Linked DNA regions of Sus scrofa: regions 2 and 3 are each linked to region 1. Evidence: chromatin contacts called from public Hi-C and promoter capture Hi-C data. All regions are on one chromosome and are shown on one strand. The core of a region is the stretch at or near the end of the contact, and the rest is flanking DNA. Distances in the headings are between cores, read along the strand shown.

Evidence for each region. Promoter capture Hi-C pulls out the DNA fragments that hold promoters and counts their contacts. A called contact is a pair of places that touch in the nucleus more often than the background predicts.
Region 2: a Hi-C map of liver shows a contact between it and region 1, with 4 times the contacts expected there. The contact joins the enhancer-like site here to the promoter of SKA1 in region 1. A contact is called at or near these places in 7 of 47 Hi-C or Micro-C datasets (alveolar macrophages, embryonic fibroblasts, liver and 4 more) and 2 of 2 datasets of contacts at active chromatin or transcription factors (alveolar macrophages and skeletal muscle).
Region 3: a contact with region 1 is called in a promoter capture Hi-C map of fetal liver, with 7 times the contacts expected there. The contact joins the promoter of RPL17 here to the promoter of SKA1 in region 1. A contact is called at or near these places in 1 of 5 promoter capture datasets (fetal liver), 12 of 47 Hi-C or Micro-C datasets (alveolar macrophages, blood, embryonic fibroblasts and 8 more) and 1 of 2 datasets of contacts at active chromatin or transcription factors (alveolar macrophages).

Annotation. Positions count from the first base shown.
Region 1 is chr1:99,974,326-99,978,740 of Sscrofa11.1, reverse strand. SKA1 (spindle and kinetochore-associated protein 1) reads right to left here and starts at 2,387. Exons shown (of 7, transcript XM_005654425.3): 1 at 2,198-2,387; 2 at 1,044-1,142. The coding sequence starts at 1,131.
Region 2 is chr1:99,441,051-99,445,339 of Sscrofa11.1, reverse strand. The region is part of intron 29 of MYO5B (unconventional myosin-Vb); the gene reads left to right. Among named protein-coding and RNA genes, the nearest start is that of ACAA2, 130 kb to the right of the region's middle. Within about 2 kb of position 2,454, at least 4 of the 83 cell types and tissues checked have an H3K27ac peak or open chromatin away from gene starts, as enhancers often do. A contact at or near this core is called in liver, where this site is marked.
Region 3 is chr1:99,046,958-99,051,064 of Sscrofa11.1, reverse strand. RPL17 (ribosomal protein L17) reads left to right here and starts at 2,659. Exons shown (of 7, transcript NM_001244558.1): 1 at 2,659-2,680; 2 at 3,443-3,495; 3 at 3,587-3,627. The coding sequence starts at 3,456.

The DNA of each region.
Region 1 (4,415 bases), core at 1,138-3,637:
ACAGAAATTCCCCAACCAGGGGTTGAATTAGAGCTGCAGCGGCCAGCCTATACCACAGCTCACAGCAACATGAGATCCTTAACCCACTTAGCAAGGCCAGGGATTGAACCTGCATTCTCATGGATATATTCAGGCTCATTACCACTGAGCCACAATGGGAACTACCGAATCAATAAATCTTTAGCTCTCCTAGGTAGGGTTATAGCATTTTTGTAAATGCTATTTTTCTAGATTTTACAAGTATTCTCTATTTTTTTTTTTTTTTCGTCTTTTTAGGGCTGTACCCGCAGCATATGGAGGTTCCAGGATAGGGGTCAAATCAGAGCTGCAGCCACCGACCTATGCCACAGCCACAGCAGTACCAGATCTGAGCCATGTCTGCTATCTACACCATAGCCCTTGGCAACACTGGATTCTTAACCCACTGAGCAAGGCCAGGGATCGAACCTGCGTCCTCATGGATCCTAGTCAGATTTGCCTCTGCCGAGCCATGACGTCAACTTGTGGATCCTCTATTTTTCTGCACTTCCATGACCTTATCCACTTTCAGCTCTTCAAAATATTTTGGGATATGGTTACAACCTCCAGATTTCTGGATGTGTAAAAAACTGATTTCATTTTCATTTAGTTATTTCTTAGGGATATAAATTGCTAAGTTTCCTCCAAAGCAGGCTGTAAGATGGGCTATGGGCTAATTCTACCTCTGTGGGTCTTTCCTACTTTTGATTTTCTTTGCCTTTTAGTAGCTCTATTTGCCTCCAGAACTAGAAAAATGCTACAGAACCTTCAAATCTTACTATTCTGCCTTGTGTGTGTCTCAGAAAAGCATTAAGTAAATAAATGTAATTAATAGAAAATTCACTGTTCAATGGAACCTGCATTTTAGTATCCACTGTAATATTCACAATACCAATGCTGGAGTGTTTTAAAAATCATTATTAGAAACTTAAAATCACCTAACATATCAGGTATATCACTCAAAGTGGCACAATAATCAAAATGCATTTATTATGTACAAAGCCAGTGGAATCTGTTTTACTTACCACAATTTCTTAACGACAGAGTTTTTTTAATATTGCCAATTTTTTCATTAATATGTGAGCACAGTTGTTCCAGATCTGACAAGGCCATCCTTTAAGCCGCTGAAGAAAAAAAACATATTTATTAAAAAAAAAAAAAAAAAAAAAAGCCAGACAAATTTCAGTTCACTTTCAAAAAAATCCAAGAATGGGAGTTCCCTTTGTGGCGCAGTAGAAACGAATCCGACTAGGAACCATGAGGTTCAGGTATGATCCCTGGCACTGCTCAGTGGGTTGAAGATCCCGCGTTGCTTGGGCTGTGGTGAAGCCCGGCAGCTGTAGCTCCCATTAGACCCCTAGCATGGGAACCTCCATATGCTGTGGGTACGGCCCTAAAAAGACCAAAAAAAAAAAGAGAGAGAGAGAGAGAGAAACTCCAAGAATGGTAAATATCCAGTAAGATACTTCTCGGAAAGAATATAGGAATTCCTGATGTGGTGCAGTGAGTTAAGGATCCAGCTGCGGCTGAGTGGATCCCTGGCCCAGGAAATTCCATATGACACTGGAGCGGCCAAAAAAGGGGGGTTGGGGGGAGAAAGTACAAAAACTCAACAGCAATTTCTTTGTTGTGAGCCACACGGGAAGTCCAACAGCAATTTCTTTCAATTCTATAAAATTCAGTTTCTAACCAAAGTCCAGTATTGACTTGTCCTAGAACCTTCTGTAGTTAATGTCCTACAAATCGGGGTCCAGGCGATAAGCGTGCATCATTTCCTTAAGGATTTAGAGGAACAAATGCACTATGTATATATAAAGTATTGGTAATTTATTTTTTTTAATGTTTTCTGTAAAAACTCAAAATACATAAAAATCTTAAAGAATTCTAAGTTCAAAGAAACAGGTCCAAGTAAACATTTCTGCTATGCTGTGGGGGTGGGAACTTTACTATTTAGGGTAAAGAGACGAGGGAGGGGAAGGAAAGAAATCAGGTACTATCTATCCGCTCACTCCGAGGATAGCTGACAAGTCTGCAGCATCCCCCCCAGCTCACCCAGCGAGGTAAAGTGAAGCTCTGCTCCTCCGCCCAACCCGGTCCGGCCCCGCGCGCCCCCCCCTCCGTCCGAACAATGCCTTCCGCCCGCTTTCCGAGGGCAAGATCTTCAACTCTAGGCTCCAACCTAGCGCGGGTCCCGCAGCGAAGAGCCCACCTACAGCGGTCGCGAAGCGTGTAGACCACTCCAGTCTCGGCCGGAAGTCCAGAATCGCGAGACTCAACTCCCGGAGCGAAATTCAAACTACCCGCCGGGACCCGGAGTCGCGCAAGCGCACTTCAGGGCTCTCGGACAGCGAGCTGAGGCGCGCCAAGCATTTCCGTGTTTATCCTGGGCCAAAGCTGGGCGGCGGCGGGGGCGAAGCGGGCAAAAGCTCAGCTGAGTCCGCTTTGGCGAGAAACAGAGCTAGGACGCCTGCCCTTCCTACTCCGTGCGGTAGCAGGTGATCTCAGTTGATCACCCACTCCTGACCTTGCTCCAGCCAGGAGTCAGTCGTTGTGGGAATCAAATCGCGAGCTGAAACAGCGGGTCTCCAAATTGGCTGCAAGTTAGAATCACCGGGGCAGTTTTTACAAATTCCAGTGCCTAAGCCGTACCCCAAATCAGTGAATTCACTCTGTTAGTGGGGTCCAAACCTTAATATTAAAAACAAACAAACAAAAACCCCAGCTAATTCCAAAAAGCAGCCAAGTTTGTGAGCTATAAGGCAGAGAGACTCTCTGCCTTCGTGGAGTTTACAGCTTCCGTAAGGGCGAATGCAAATTTAAAACGAGAAAAAAGTTTAGTTCTCCCTGTTGAAAAAAAGGGGAAATCATCCCAGGCCTGGTGTGGCAGTTCCACCATCATCAAGGATCCAGGATCCTTCCTTCTTTAGGCGCCACGGTCCCTGACATCACGCATTCTGGCGTTATGGTTGCTTGTGGTGCAAGATAATTGCCAGTTCCTTTCTCAGTTTTTTTTGTTTTGTTTTGTTTTTTGTCTTTTCTTGGGCCACTCCTGAGGCAGATGGAGGTTCCCAGGCTAGGGGTCTAATCGGAGCTGTAGCTGCCAGCCTACGCCAGAGCCACGTCTGCGACCTACACCACAGCTCACGGAAACGCCGGATGGTTAACCCACTGAGCAAGGGCAGGGATCGAACAGCAACCTCATGCTTCCTAGTCGGATTCGTTAACCACTGCGCCACGATGGGAACTCCCTTTCTCAGTTCTTTAAGAGGCAATGGTAACAAACAGGCTCACTTACTACCTGAAACAGCAACTTTAAAGAATTTTCTTGGAAACCACACCCAACGGCTTCTTTCCGCTTTCTACTGGTCACTCACATTTGCAAGTGAGACTAGAAAAAAAAATGATTAAACTTTTTTTGGATCTGGACAGTTACATTGCATCCTCAACAACATAGGAGTTCTTTTGGAAAGGGAGAATGAGAGAGCATAGGTGAATAGCTCCCTTGGCCATTTCTCCTTGTTTTTACGTTTCTTATTATGAGAGTTCTCCTGTGGCGCAACGGATCGCTGGAAGCGCTAGTTTCGGACCTGCACCTTGAAGGGCACCAGGCACAGGAGGTTAAGGATCTGGAGTTGCAGCAGTTGTGGCCCTAACCCTGGAAACTCCATAAGTTGCAGGGCTGCCAAAAACAAACAAACCTCTTTTATTATGGAAAATTTCAAACATTTGGTGTTAGAATTGTCCAAAGAACCCCCTCCTCAACTCATCATCCAGCTTTAACCATTGTTAATTTATCACAATGTTGTTTCATCTATTCCTCCTCTCATCACACCCCTTGCATACTGGAGTATCTTGAAGCAAATCTCAAACAGCATACTTTTTTCTTTTCTGTTCTTTTTTGTTTTGTTGTTCTTTGTTTTTTGGCCTCACCCAAGGCATGGGGAAGTTCCCGGGCCAGGGATCCAATCTGTGCCACTGCAGTGACCTGAGCCACAGCAGCGGCAACCCCAGATCCTTAACCACTAGGCCACCAGGGAATACCCTCAAACATTTTATCTTTTCATCCAAAAACCTTCCCATATCTACCTCCTAAAGATAGAAACTTTTTTAAAGTTGTTTATTTTAAAAACTGTTGGTTTGTTTGAATTAGAATCCAAACAAGATTTACACATTGTTATTTGGTTGATACATTTTTTAAATCTCTTTCAATCTCAACACAAAGCCTTTCATTGTAGGACTAAATGTCAGGCTTAAAATGTCAATATTCTATGAAAAACAATGTAACAGAAATTCACCCTGCAGCATCCAGGACAAACATTATCAGCTTATCTCCCAGGAGAAAATAAGTAGGGAGAAGAAAGTATAAAGGCACTGAATACAAGAGGAGAGGTGGGGAA
Region 2 (4,289 bases), core at 1,205-3,704, 530 kb after region 1:
TCCCTGGATTTTCATGAAATGACCACCTCTGATTCCCCCTCAAGGAAGAGTTACCCAGGGTTAAGGCGAAAGAAAATGACTGTCTGAGGGAGGCAGCAGCACCCTGGGACGCAAGATGGGACAGGGACCCCAAGGTAGTGCGGTCGAGTGTGTGCGCTGGGGAGCTCATTCACTCACCCGCTATTTAGGGACACTTCATTACTGCTCAATGCCCCAGTTTCCTATCTGTGAACTGGGAACAGTCATAACAGCTACTTTACTGTGGATGGTGACTGAGAAGATTAGGCGAGTCCGTGTAAAGCCCTCAGCACATTGCCTGCCTGCACTAAGCATGCAGTAAACATCAGTGCTGATACAGCCGCTGTTACTGCCTCTGCCTCCCTGTGCCTCTGAGGCCCTTGTAAAAACACAACTAACCTGTTCTCTGGCTCCCTTTCTCTTAAACCTCAGCTAATTGAATGTTGAGCAGTCACAAAGCATTTGTTCAAAATTGCTGAAAACAAGTGCATCCAGAAATTGTCAGTAGGTGGCACTGGGCGCAGCATGAACTTGTTGGCAGGCATGTGAGGGCTTCCTGGACATTGATTTCGAGATCTTCTCATCTAGCCCCTTTCTCATGGTTGAGGAAATGGAGCTGTGCAGGCTCACGGAGTCAGGGTGGCCTCCAGAAGGACTGACTCCCAGGACCGGCTGCCTCCAGCGCACTGCAGAGGTGATCCGAAGGTGAAGGCCCCCAGGAAGAAACTCGGGTTTTATTTCCAGAGAGATGTACTTCTTTTCTCTAAAGGAGGGAGAGGGGAAAATGAAGGTGAATCTCTGAATGCCAAAACCAAAGTCAAGATTTAGTCATTTTCAATTATCTTGGGTGACGATAAGAAAGGAGATGAATAAGAAAAAGAAGCACAGGTGATATTTGAAATTTAACAAAAAGAGAAAGAGGGAAACCGGGAGCTTGGTCCTGACAAGCGAGTGTGCATATCTTTGTGATCTTCATAAACCATCCCTGTTATCAGCTGCCTTTTATTCATCCAGATGGTTGTCAGGAATCCAGCCCCAACTATAGGTTTTCCCAGGGGAGGCTTAATACCCTGGATTTGTCTTCCTTTGCAGCAATAATGATGATGGTGATAAAATAAAAATAGCTTTTCTTATATCTTAAAATAATTCCATTCCCAGCAAGCCCAGGGTACAATAGTGAACTAATAGCCTGTGAAACCAAGTTAAGTACAGGAAAGAGCAGCCGCCTCGGGGTGGGGGTGGGGAGCCAGAGCCTGTCTCACCTGCAAATGACATTGGTGTTTTGTCTCCCTTCCAATCGCGGGAATCCCAGCAGCAGGGAGGACCACAGTGGGTAGGCTGGCAGGGCAGGAGGAATGGGCCTGCGATTCCTGGAGCCCGGCTGGCAAGGGCATCCTTCGCGATCAGGACCACCCCCCACAAAGGTGCTTTGAAGACAGAGTTGCTTTTCCTCGCCTACTATTTTCTTGAAATGGAGGATATTCTGCTTTAAATACAAACTGTATTATGCAGGGATGATTTTGGAGTCGGTGTGGTTGGAAAAATAATCTATGCTCTCCCCTAGGAAAAAACTCACACTTGTACACTTAATTTTGCTTAGATTTCAGGAGGAAGTGGAGACAACCCCCACCACCAGCACTGGATCACAGCCTCTTTAAGAGTCCTGGTCTCCAAGTTCAGAATTTCTTCATTTGCTAACTTGCATAGTTTATAGAGTTATTTTTTGACCTTTGCCACTGGGTCTTTGGTTTTCAAATTGTGGGAGAGAAGCCAGTGCTCAGGGTCTGCTCCGAGAAGAGCCCCAGGAATACATAGGGCCCTTCTGCTTCCAAATGCTCTCTCATTTTCACATCTTGGGAACCAAGGGAAACCAACATCATTATTACCATTTTATAAATGGCAGCGCTAAAGTAAAGAGAGGGCTAGTCCATGCCCAGAGACAGGCTGCCGCAGATAGGCAAGGTGCTGGGAGAAGCCTCCTTCCCAGGGCTGTCTGGAACCAAGCCTGCAGGGCCTACCTGGGGGAGACGGGCAAGTGGGCTGGCAGATGATCCCGGCTGCTCTCAGGCTGGCCTTGCCTCTGGCCTTGCCCCTGGGGGCAGGAGTGTGGCCAGGGCTCAGGCCTGGCTCTGCAAACATGCTCCTTTGGCCACGGGTCAGTTCAACCCAAGCCTTGCCAAGTCTGCGGAGCTCCACAGCAAGACTTAGAGTGCATTTCTAGACTTTTCCTCAGGTCCCAGGAAACCTCCTTGCAGGTCTTCTCTGCCCAGCAGGTACCAGGAAACAACAGGGGGCCCTTGGCACGGAGAGCAGCTGTGCTGTTGCCACCTGAGCTTGGGCAGGTGAACCTGGGATTGTTAGCCCCTAAAGAGCCTGCGCAGGAGAGGAGAGACCTTATCCAAACAGGAAGGAGTTAGTGCAGCCGCTTTAGGGTGCTCTTGGAGTTGACAGTCCTTTGGCCTTGAGCCCCAGCTGCTGCAGGCTGTCCTGCTGGGCAGGGCAGAGCAGGGAGGATTGACTGCTTGGCTCCTCTCACAGCACCCACTCAGCTGCTCCTGCCTTCTAGCGGTGATCATTCCCTTATGTTCCTCCAAGTTCTCGTGGTCCCGAGAGACATCAGCACCATGTCTGTCTCTGTGCGCACAGAGTGGTCTTTGTAGAAATGGGAAACCACCCTCTCAAGCTGGCAGGAACCTTGTCTGTTTCTGTCCACAGACAGCAGGTCCTTTCAATGGTGGTTAGGTCCTAGTTTCACAGTTTGTGCAGAGGGAAAGTAATAGTATCCCAGGCCTTTTTTGTGCATGACGTTTACAAATTTAGGTCATATAATTACAAATCTAGAAGAAACCTCTCAGGTTAACTCAGCCAAGCGCATTGACTTCACACGTGAAGAACAGGCCCAGGGCATGTAGGATTAACTGGGCCAGGAGTTTGTCAGCAGAGGGGAGCTGTCTTCTGGAGAGCCTGGCTCTCCAGCAGCTTCCTCAACCTGTATCTTGCTGCCTTCTGCAGTTGGAGACTCTCCCCGCTGCTTATTCGCGTGTGGCCATGGCCTCTTTGGGAACAGGGCTCAGCATGGTGGAACATTTGTGGGTTCTCCATGAATATGTTTTAAGATTAAGTGACATCAAGGATTTAGATTTAAAAAGTAAATTCCTGTAAGCTTGTTCAGGGTTTTCCTTCTGAAACCACCAGGTGGTGCTCCCTCTCCAACCCCCCCCCCCCAGTGGTGTGGGTGGAGCTGGAGAGAGACCCTTTCTTGGGGAACAAAGGATGGGCCTGGAGTTGGTTGACTGGTTTTTAATTTACTCATGTGCCTGACTTCCTGAGCGCTGTGGAATGACTGGGCGGCATGGTTCTCTGCTCTGCACTTTGTGCACAACGCCTGGTATGTTATGGAATTAAGGATGCCAACTTCCACACTCGTTTCCACCCCCCCCCCCCCCCCGCCTGCCCTGCTGGGGCCAGGCAGCCACTCCTCAGTGCCTGAGGGGCCAGCCAGTGTGAGGCAGGAAGAGGCTTAAGACCAAGGCCTGGAGACCACCTGACTTCCAGCGCAAGTGTCAGTGTCAGGCAGGTGGTTCCCACCTTGGCATCTCTGCATGCCTGGAAATGAGAAAGTTGGAGGACAGGGACCCGCCCACTGGGTTTAAAGCACTAGCTCAGCGGCCAAAAGGCCTGAGTTAAATAATGTAAGTGTTAAGGGGTTCCTGTTGTGGCTCAGTGCATTACAAACCCAACTAGTATCCATGAGAATGTGGGTTCAATCCCTGGCCTCGCTCAGTGAATTAAAGGATATGACATTGCTGTGAACCACGGTGTAGATCACAGACATGGCTCAGATCCCACTTGCCTGTGGTGTAGGCCGGCAGCTGCAGTTCGATTTGACCCCTAGCCTGGGAACTTACACATGCCACTGTTGTGCCCTACAAAAAAATAAAATAAGTGTAAATATCCAAGAAAGGGGAGGTGCTAAGCTGTGGGCTCCCCCTCATGCAGCCCAGGCCATGAGCGGATTTGCAGTGGTAAGCGGACACAGGCCAGCTGAGGGCTCCGAGAAGAGAGAGTGTCTGGAAAAGCCAGGCCCGGGCTGAGGGGCCAGAACCCTGACTAGGAGGGGTCCCAGGGTAAACTGACCAGCAGTAGCCCCCAGCCTGGCTGGAGGGAGAACAAGTGTGACGATGGAGCAAAAGCCCTGGGTGGCCCTTGAAGCATCCTCACCATTGGTTTTTACTCGGCTCCTTTGCAGATGCTTCAGAGTCAGGTCTGCT
Region 3 (4,107 bases), core at 1,410-3,909, 930 kb after region 1:
ATCTGTGACCTACACTGCAGCTTGTGGCAACACAGGATCATTAACCCACTGAGCGAGGCCAGGGTTTGAACCTACATGTTCATGGATACTAGCAGGTTCTTAGTCCACTGAGCGACAACAGGAACTCCCAAACATAAATTTTTATATGCACTGGAAAACCAAAAAATTGAGTGACTAGTATTATTATAGTGCTCTGGAACCAAATTCACAATATCTCAGAGCCTGTACTGAAAGAGGTAGAAGACTGTGTTACAGGCTCAGTGAGAAGATGTTGGCAGCAGTTGAGGATAAGATGAGCAGAAAAGATTGGTGAGGTTACAAAGGTACCAAATTTTACAGCCTACAGTCATGATATCATATGACTTAATGTAAATATCTTGAATTCATCCAACACTCTACATTCTCTTTGCCAAAAAAAAATTAAACCGAATCCAACCAGTTCAGGCCACCACCATCTTTTGCCAGCCTCTGGTCTTGCCCTGAGGCATCTCAAATATCTCCCTGCAGAGTGATCTTTTCAAAAGTGAATCTGACCAGGTCACCTCCCCCATCCTCCAAGCATTTGAACACTTTCAAAAATCCCCCACTGACCTTAGGATAAATTTAAAACTTCTTGCCAAATAGTTTCCTTCAAGATCAGGTTCACCAATCCCCCTTATCTCTCCCCACCATGTCCAAAAGGAATCCGAACACTTGCAGTTCCCAGAGCAGACTTTTCTTTCTTTTTTTTTAGGGCTGTACCCACAGCCTATAGAAATTCCCAGGCTAAGAATCAAATTGGAGCTACAGCTGCCCATCCTATGCCACAGTCACAGCACTGCAGGATCCGAGCTGCATCTGAGACCTAAACCACAGCTCCAGGCAATGCCAGATCTTTAACCCACTGAGAGAGGCTGGGGATCAAACCTGCATCCTCATGGATCCTAGTAGTGTTTGTTAACCACTGAGCCAAGAAGGGAACTCCTCCAGAACAGAATTACCTTGCTGGCAATAATAATAATTCTTTTTCTCTTATTGTCATGGCCAGCTCTCTCCTTCTGGTCATTCATGGTGTAGCTGCCAAGTCATCTACTCAAGGGATGCTTTTCTACTCCAAGTGCTCACTCTAGCAATTTCACACCAAAGTATCCTAATTGGCCATTCACTTCTTAGTTCCCTACCTCTCTGTCCCTACCCTCATTCTAAGACTGTGGGTTCCCTAGATCTGGGACTTCCCTAGTGCCCATTAGAGCATAGCATTTAGCACAAAGTCAGGAATATGTGTTCAATGAATGTTCTTTGAATGGATTAAAGAACAAGTAAGCAGATTGCTAAGGATGACTGTATTTGTATTTCACTATTTTTTTCTTTTTTTTTTTTTTTGTCTTTTTGTCTGTCTTTTTGTCTTTTTAGGGCCACACCTGTGGCATATGGAGGTTCCCAAGCTAGGGGTCCAATCAGAGCTGTAGCTGCTAGCCTACGCCACAGCCACAGCAACACAGGATCTGAGCAGTGTCTGCGACCTACACCACAGCTCATGACAAAGCCAAATCCTTAACCCAATGAGCGGGGCCAGGGATCGAACCCATGTCCTCATGGATACTAATCAGGTTCCTTAACCATTGAGCTACGATGGGAACTCCTCACCATTGTCTTAATAACTAAGATTTCTAGACATAAATAAAATGAATAAAGAATTAGACAACAGAGGGAGTTCCCGTCGTGGTGCAGTGGTTAACAAATCTGACTAGGAACCATGAGGTTGTGGGTTCGATCCCTGGCCTTGCTCAGTGGGTTAAAGATCCGGCGTTGCCATGAGCTGTGGTGTAGGCCGCAGATGCAGCTCGGATCCTGCGTTGCTGTGGCTCTGGCATAGACTGGTGGCCACAGCTCCGATTCGACCCCTAACCTGGGAACCTCCATATGCCGCGGTAGTGGCCCAAGAAATGCCAAAAAAAAGACAAAAAAAAAAAAAAAAAAAAAAGAATTAGACAACAGATTGAAGTAAATACATATAAAATACAATTTAAAGAGTTCATTTACATTTTACAAGAAATTCATTAAGGCTGTAAAAAGAAGACCTAAAGCTAACTGTTACCATAAATCTAAGGGAATAAACCAGAAGAAGAGCTAGGTGAGGAAGAAAATTCCTCTTGGCATTTTGTTTCCAAGGAAGGGACATTCTTTCTCAGATGTGGATCTACAAATTGCACATCCCTTCAGTTAGTACATCCTTCACATGGCTTGCTGTACAATTGATTGGGTGATATTCTTATACTGAGAATTTTCTTATTACCATAACTACATCTCAGCATTTGCATCTTCTTTTTGTGTGTGTGTCTTATTAACTGTCGATTTATAAACCGCTTTCACATAATTACATAATCAAAACTAACAAACGTTGACGAATAAATGTCTCATCTATACCTAATAATACATGGTTCTGTCCTAGAATTACAAACACGTTTTTAATTCATTGATATTTAAAATCCATGACTTTCTTTCTGTATACAAAAAAAAAGGAGAATTTTGAGACAGTTCCTAAGGAGGAAATTCGTCAACATACTCCACACTCCCTTTTTCCTCCGCCCTCCTCCCCTCTTCAAATCTCGTTCCTTTGACTGGAAATATCGCGAGATGTCGAGTTCTCTTGAGTTCTCCCATGAGCCTCCGGTCTTTCTTTTCCAGTAAGCGGCCTGAGGTGAGTGTGTCTTCGTCTTTTCTTCGCGAGTGGTGAATCCTCCGGTTATCGCTGCCATCCTGACCTTGGCTGCACCGATTTCGAAATTCTTGGGGACAGGACCTTCGTGGTTACTGATTCTTAACTAGTGATGGTGTTCCTCCGTGCTGGGGGGACGTTTCGGAGTTAACAGCTTGACTCCCTGATGCTGTCCGGCCTCTGCCGCCGGCAGAGGGGCGAGATGCGCGGGAATGGGGGTGGCAGAGGTACAGGCAGTTTGTGGTCGGTGCTGACTCCTGAGGTCCAGTGTCTCGCGGTAAGTGGTGGCCGCTAATGAAGGGCGTTTGGGACTGAACGGAGAGATCTGGGGAAATAAGGTCAATTCGAGTCGCGGCTTTGTTTAGTTATTGGGTGTGTTTCACATTCAGTGGCACTGAACGTGGGTTAGAGCCTCGAAAGTGGAAAGATATAGAGGGAGCGTGTAGGGGGTTGTAGTTGGATTGAGTTATTTTGGCCTGAAGGATCCAGATTTGGATTGGAACACACGGTATCTTCTTGAGGGTTAAAGAGGGCTGCTGAGCTCCGTGTCAGCACTGCTGTAGTTAGCGTAGTTGCAAAGGGGATGGAACGCTGGATAGAAAGGGTGGCTGCGATACTGGCATTTCCTTGGACACCTTTGGATTAGTCATGGCAACTATTCTCTGAGCAGCTGCCTGCGTTGGGTCCATATATAAAGTATGAGTTACAATATGTATTGATAGCATTATGTTTGCTCGCTTCCAGGTGACCTCTAAAAATGGTTCGCTATTCACTCGACCCAGAAAACCCCACAAAATGTAAGTGAACAAGAAAAGAAACATTTTTTATTTTGGAGTAATAGGCTACAGGACACCCAAAATTAACACAAATTTTTTCTGTGTATTTTAGCATGCAAATCAAGAGGTTCAAATCTTCGTGTTCACTTTAAGGTATGTGAATCCACAGCTATACTCTACAAGAGTTGTTCCATGAGTTCTAGTGAGTGTTGTCACCATTGTGAAAAGGTAGCTGCAGTGATGTGTTTCTTAGGACACCTTTGGATTTACCATGAAAATAAATTGATTCTGAGCAGCTACCTTTTGGTACATATACATGTAAGGAGTGTGTTGCTTTAGCATTTGCAGAATTAGGAAAAAGTGCCAAAGAACTGCTTGGGAACCTAGTGTACAGATGAAGGTATGGAACATTGTAGATGACAGGATGACAGTGTAGGGCATAGGTGATTGACTCCACCTTCAAACCAAGCTTCCTTAGCTTTTTTTTTTTTTTTGTCTTTTTGTCTTTTTGTCTTTTTGTCTCTTCTAGGGCTGCTTCCGCAGCATATGGAGGTTCCCAGGCTAGGGGTCGAATCGGAGCTGTGACCCCACAGCTCACAGCAACGCCGGATCCTTAACCCACTGAGCAAGGCC